Regions from separate parts of the Gasterosteus aculeatus genome. Here region 2 is linked to region 1. Evidence: chromatin contacts called from public Hi-C data. All regions are on one chromosome and are shown on one strand. Each heading gives the region's core, a stretch centred on a gene start, on an enhancer-like site or on the middle of the called end of the contact. The rest is flanking DNA. Distances are from core to core; before and after follow the strand shown. Region 1 holds the start of frem2b (FRAS1 related extracellular matrix 2b). Region 2 overlaps frem2b (FRAS1 related extracellular matrix 2b).

Region 1 (3,163 bases), core at 366-2,865:
GTGATGTGACACAATATCATGAAACTTCCTCTTGCCTCAAAAATAAGCCTGAAGGTTTGGGTGTGATCCAATTCCCTCTCTGGCATCGCTGCTTTCAAAAAGTTCTATTCATCTTCTTTTTCATTTTCTCTTGTAACTAGGAGCTGTCAAGGCCCGGGGGCTTTGCCTTGCAGTTTGCTTGGCTATATTTATAATTGGACCCTGTCAACAGTGTCCAACCCAACTGCACGATTTGTTATGGCAGCTACTGTGTACTGATTTCAACACATGGCAGCTGTGAGACCGTTTGTATGTCATTAAAAGTGCAACAATAGGTAGGTGCAGATACGATGGTTGCACCCACACTTTGTTGTGGATGGAATGAAAAGCATCTAAAAGGGATCAGAAGGGCCTGAGCACAGCTGAAGTCAAGTTTCAAGCAATGCTTCACAGGGGAGCATGTGGGCACATGTGTGTTCGTTGAAACAATGACAGACTACGGTTGAGTTGAGATTTTTTTTTAAATTTTAAAGCATTTTTTCTGTTAATTTAAGTAAAACAGTGAAAGCAATAGCGGAGCAGGAGTAATACGAGCAATAGGTCGATCTCCCTTCAACACGTTTAGACTCTATTGTAAAAATATTTACGGCTCTCATCTTCCGGTGCGGTTGGGGCTCACCGTAGGGAAAATTAAATCATGTTTTGATCAAATTTTGTGGTCAACCCGCCTTGCTGTGGTGCACAGCGTCTGCGTGGGAGTCCTCCTGACTGGGCCGGGTTCATGACAGGACTTGTCCAAGAGTCAGAGGGGAATGCTCTGCTGGGGGAAGCGCCTGACGCCTGGTGGACCTGATGTGTGATGAGAGAGCAGGAAACAGGGCATAGTCACCGCGTGACCATAGTAAGCACAACTTTTTGCACTCGTACTTTAAGAGTGAATTTGGGGTTATTTTGCAGGGTGTGTTTTGGCTGAAATGTTATTACTGATATCCACACACACCACCTCACACATTTTAAAGCTCCTATTGGAGGGGTAGACCAGTTATTTATTCCTTATCAAACAATACAACCATTTATTATATAGTGTACGACCCTGTGCATGTAACGTAGAACCTGTTTGGTGGAAGCTTTTCAAGACGCACCTGGTTTTATCAGAGAGAAGGTGGTAAATGTGCAAAAACATCGAGGCCAGTGTGTGATTTCTGCACCCAGCCTCCTCAGCGGAGCAAACCACGAGAGGGAGACAAAGTCCTTCTCCAGTTAGTTCATCAGTGAAGACTCTCCCTTTGATCCATAAACCTTCTCGTCAGGAGCATTTCTGAGTGAACACCTTTGATTGGGGAACAGATTATTTAAACAACATCCAACTGTTAAAACTATTTCGAACGCAATTAAATTCCCGGCCACGCTCGAGGATGTAAATCGGGCCATGAACACCAAAAACATCACGTTATTCATTTTTTTTTTCTTTTTGTCTAATGCAACCTGCTCGAGGTCCAGCGTTACGCGTCGTGGTTTGTGTCCGGCCCGAATGACACGAACCACGTCCATTTAAAACCCGGCAAAACGCATTCCAGCGGAGATATTAACCAATCGGCTGAGAGGAGGGCGTAACTCCGCGTACTCCTTGCAAAGCTGTGAAGTTTATGTTATCAGTGCGCGGCCGCTGCGAGAGAATGGTGCACCTCAGTGCGCGCAGACGCGTGATATCATCCGACTCCGATTGCATATTCTTGCAACTTTAACCGCCGTACTTAGTTCATAACGGTGCACGCGCAAAGTTCAACGTGTCTCCGTTTGCGGCTCCGCACTCCAAATGGCTCGGATTATTCCCCCGCGTCTGCACAGGACGGCCGCTGCTTTTGTTCTGCTCGCGGTCGTCCTCACAGGTAACGCCGTCGGGCAGGTGTTCGGCAGCAGCGGATTATCATACGCCTTGCGGCCCGAGCCGTCGGAGGACACGATATTGGTTGCCAATAACGGGATCCGCGTGCCTTTCGGGAGATCGGTCTTCATCGATCCCTTCAACGATTTGGTTATCCAAGTTTGGCCCGGTGACGCATGCAGTATAACGGTCCTGGACAACGATCCGCTGACTCAGAGGCCTGGACACCTGTTTCCGAAAAAGTTTCCGTGTGAATTTGGCCCGAATGTTAAGTACTCGCACTTTGGCTCCAGGAGCCCTCCGAGGGACAGAGTGAGATTGCAACTCAGGTATGACACCCAAACGGACACCATTATAATTCCTTTTATGATGGAGGTGGAAGTCATTTTCACACAGCTGGAAGTTGTGACCAAAAACATGCCACTCCCTGTGGAGAGACTGCTCGGAACAAGCAGCCCCATCGATGGAAGGATTTTAGAATTCACCTATGATAGAAGTGCACAACAATGCAAAATAACCTCTCTGTCGAGCAGCAGTGTTCTGCCCAGGTATGGGAACCTTGTGGATGAGGACAGCCTCGGAACAATGGTGGACTGTGATGAATTTATTAAGATGAACGTCCGTTATCGGCATACTTTTGCTTCCAAGTCGCCCAACAGGGATTATATTCCAATGCTTGTGGAGTTACATGATCAGGAGAGCAATTTGCTCAAGCAGGAATCTTTCCAAATTTTGGTGAGGATTAAAGGCGGAGAGGAGAACACGGCTCCTAAACCCAGCTTTGTTGCGATGATGATGATGGAAGTAGACCAGTTTGTAATGACAGCAATAACCATGGACATGCTGGCTGCGGAGGATGTTGAGTCTAATCCTGATGAATTAATTTTCAACATCACATCTACCTTGTCCTTTGAGGAGGGCTACATAGTGAGCACGGACGATAGGAATTTGCCGATAACCTCGTTTTACCAGGCAGACCTAAAAGATTTGAAAATAGCCTACAAACCCCCCGCCGTAGATTCAGACACTGAGCGGATTTTCCAGCTTGGGTTTGAGGTCGTGGACACGGAGGGGGCAGTGTCAGAACCTTTCGCCTTCATGATTGTTGTTAAGCCCATGAACACTTTGGCCCCTGTGGTGACCAGGAATACTGGGCAGTTACTGTACGAGGGTCAGTCCAGGCCCCTGTCCAGTTTAAAGAGTCTGGAAATCAGCGATGAGGACAGTTTACATAATGTCAAAATCACCGTTATTGATGGGCTGAGGCACGGGGAACTGACCATTCTGGGCACTAGGAGG
Region 2 (3,163 bases), core at 486-2,985, 39 kb after region 1:
TTTTTCATCACTTCAATGATGCGTCAATGATGCGTGTGTCCCCTCACAGGTATGTTACCTGTAGTGTCCACGCGAGCCCTGTCCAACTTCGAGCTCACGCTGAGCCCGGACGGAACTCGCGTTGGCAACCACCGCTGCTCCAATCTGTTGGACCACGCCGAGGTCAAGACACGCTACGGCTTCCTCACTGACGCCACCAAAAATCCAGAAGTGATTGGCGAGACCTCCTCTTACCAATACAGCACTTCCCTGAGGGGATCCAGTACGCTACGGTTCTACAGGAACCTCAACTTGGAAGCTTGTTTGTGGGAATTCAGCAGCTACTATGACATGTCTGAGCTGCTGAGTGACTGTGGAGGCACCATTGGGACTGATGGACAGGTAAAGTAGCCCCACCTCTGAGCTTTTGCTCACCTCTGACCCCTTTTGTCATCCCTAGACAGAAGGAGCAAGGAGTTGGTTCAATAAAGCAGCAGAGCCCCTTGAGGATAGGAATGTGTCCACAGCAATTACTGGTCTGTTCTGTCATTTAAAAAGATCCTTCTGGATTTTCAGTTCTAAGTAATCATTTACTGGCATATTAAAATTCTACTTGGCTGCTTGGTTTTCCCTTAAAGATCCGAAAGTAAATACTAGCCTGTAGAAATCCTCCATTATTGTCTGGAGACCCGCGTTAACCTTTATAGTAATGACTAACCCGGCACTCTGCTCCCTTCAACTCACGGTAAGGCCGGTTATTTATCTTTCAAAGTCAACAGCCGTCTTATACAAATGTGAGTTTATCTGCATCGTTGTGTGTGCAATGTGCCCTTTGTAGCAGCAGATTTCATGTGGAGCGGGAAAGAGGAAATATTAAAGCCCCTCGTGTTCTCCGGGCGTAGATGTCTCGCGGCCCCCAACATTTGCATTCACCTCGGAAACATTTAGTCAGTTGACTCAATTAAGGTACAGTGTTGAGAAAGAAACGCTGCAACAGTGCATTATTATTATTATCACGGGATTATTAATTAAATCCCTACTGCACATACATTTGGTAAGTTTTCCAAAATGCTAGTCTCTCATTTAACATTGCTTCAGGTTTAAACAAAGGCACCACCGAGGTGATAACAGCCTCTCTTTACAAGTGGAACTTGCCACTAGCCACATAATGTGGAAAAAAAAACAGAAAACGTGTCACTACACATGTTTTAACAAGTAAGCAGATTGCCGTCAGTGATACAATCCTTACCGTAAGATGAGCTCCATACTGCACACACTTCACTTCACTCATTTCTATAAAAAAAAGGGTATATATTATATATATATATATATATATATATATATATATATATATATATATAGGGTAGATATTATCCTATCAAAATGCTTAAGAAAACACGCTTTGCAATAAAACCCATGTGCCTGTTGTCTTTTCATTAGGTGGTAACATGGTATACATGCAGGTTGTGTACAGTACTGTATGTAGATATTGTTGCTATGGCTACTGAACAGAACAAACGGTGGCATGTAAATGCAAAAGTCTGAGGCGCCAACCGTTCCGTTTCAAGATATGTAAGGCAGGATCAATGGAAAGAGAAAACCTGCCTTTGTTAGCGGGTGCCCCGTAACCCAAAAGCTCCTCTAAGTGGGTTGGCAGTCTGAGCACAGGCCGGGGGCAGTGTCATGTCACAGTGTGGGCTTAGTGCTCAGCTTAAAAGGACCATAGGAATCTATTTAGGCCCGGCAGGATGTGTCACAAGGCCATTCTGCCAATCATCTGCTTGAGCTCTCGGAGCCCAGAGGCAAAGGCACGTTTCCACATGATCACAGAGCCAGTGCAGGCAAGTACCTCTCCCAGGACGGAGAAAAGTGCGGATAGCAGAAAGCACTCCTTTCAGAGGACTTTCACCACTTGGAATCATTTGACCATTTTGGGACAGCTCTTTAGTTATAATAATAATTTGGAGGGGGGAGTTTGTTGTGAATAAATGCCCCTAAATAATGTAAATGCAGTGCATTCTGTTGTTTGTGTTAATCATAAATAGCAGTAGATAGTGGTGAAAGCTATTTAAATGTTTTTAATTGATTTAATTGAAAAGATACGAATTGAAGTATGTTATCTGAGATTGTGTTCAGCTCATGACCTCAAAATATTAAACATGAAGTGAATTGACCTGAAACCTACTCAAAGTTAATATTGCAGCAATTATTTCCCAGAAAAGTATGTGGAGTTCACTAATACATGTCTAATCAATCTGTGGTCCGTCTTCAATTTAAATCAGCCATGTTGATAACATATCAATGATCATATCAGGGGTTGGTGTTCATGTGCTTTATTCATGGGTTTTTGATTCTTTCCTCCTCGTATTTCTAAAACATTAACATGCAATTAACATGCAAGGTATGATCTAAATAATTTACTCCTTCACAACATGTCGGGTCTCTCTGCAGGTGTTGAATCTGGTCCAGTCGTATGTGACCCTGCGAGTACCGCTCCATGTGTCCTATGTTTTCCATTCCCCTGTGGGAGCGGGAGGATGGCAGCACTTTGATTTGCAGTCGGAGCTGAGGCTCACTTTTGTTTACGACACTGCCATCTTGTGGAGGGACGGCATAGGCAGCCCGCCGGAGAATGAACTCCAAGGTAAGACTTGAACAAAATGTGAGAACTACTTCAAATCTGCCATGTTAACTTGATGCGGGAGCGCAAATAAGTGGCCTCATTGAAACGGTGATCTGTGATTGTCCTGCAGGTGCCCTGTACCCAACCAGCATGCGTATAAACGGCCAGGGACGGCTGGTAGTCAACTTCCGCACGGAAGCTCGATTCCGAGGCCTGTTTGTGTTTGCACATCCAGGTACAGTAGTTCATATAAAAGAGTACAGTTGTTTTTATCAGTAAAACATTGGATGTGAAATATGATGCTCCTATATAGTTTAAATAAGCACCTATGGTGACACAATTGTCGCAAATACTTTAAATAACCTGGAAAGTTCCCTTTTCAGTTTTATCCTTGATTATCCTTGAATTATTTAGGTCCCCCAGTGACACATAATCAACATCCTTGTCAGGATGTGCTTTGATAACATCTCCTACATTATATCTAAACTGTTCTAACCATAATTTTAAAAGGTTATGTAAATATTGTTGTGACAGACATTTTAAAACTAATAACAGATGTAG

What was found. A called contact is a pair of places that touch in the nucleus more often than the background predicts.
Region 2: a Hi-C map of whole body shows a contact between it and region 1, with 1.8 times the contacts expected there. The contact joins the enhancer-like site here to the promoter of frem2b in region 1. A contact is called at or near these places in 3 of 6 Hi-C or Micro-C datasets (skeletal muscle, tail fin and whole body).

What each region holds. Positions count from the first base shown.
Region 1 is chr1:14,641,835-14,644,997 of fGasAcu3.hap1.1, forward strand. frem2b (FRAS1 related extracellular matrix 2b) reads left to right here and starts at 1,616. Exons shown (of 24, transcript XM_040173979.2): 1 at 1,616-3,163. The coding sequence starts at 1,796.
Region 2 is chr1:14,680,641-14,683,803 of fGasAcu3.hap1.1, forward strand. frem2b (FRAS1 related extracellular matrix 2b) reads left to right here. Exons shown (of 24, transcript XM_040173979.2): 16 at 50-381; 17 at 2,431-2,623; 18 at 2,733-2,837. Among protein-coding and RNA genes, the nearest start is that of LOC120817607, 21 kb to the right of the region's middle. Within about 2 kb of position 1,736, at least 4 of the 9 cell types and tissues checked have open chromatin away from gene starts, as enhancers often do.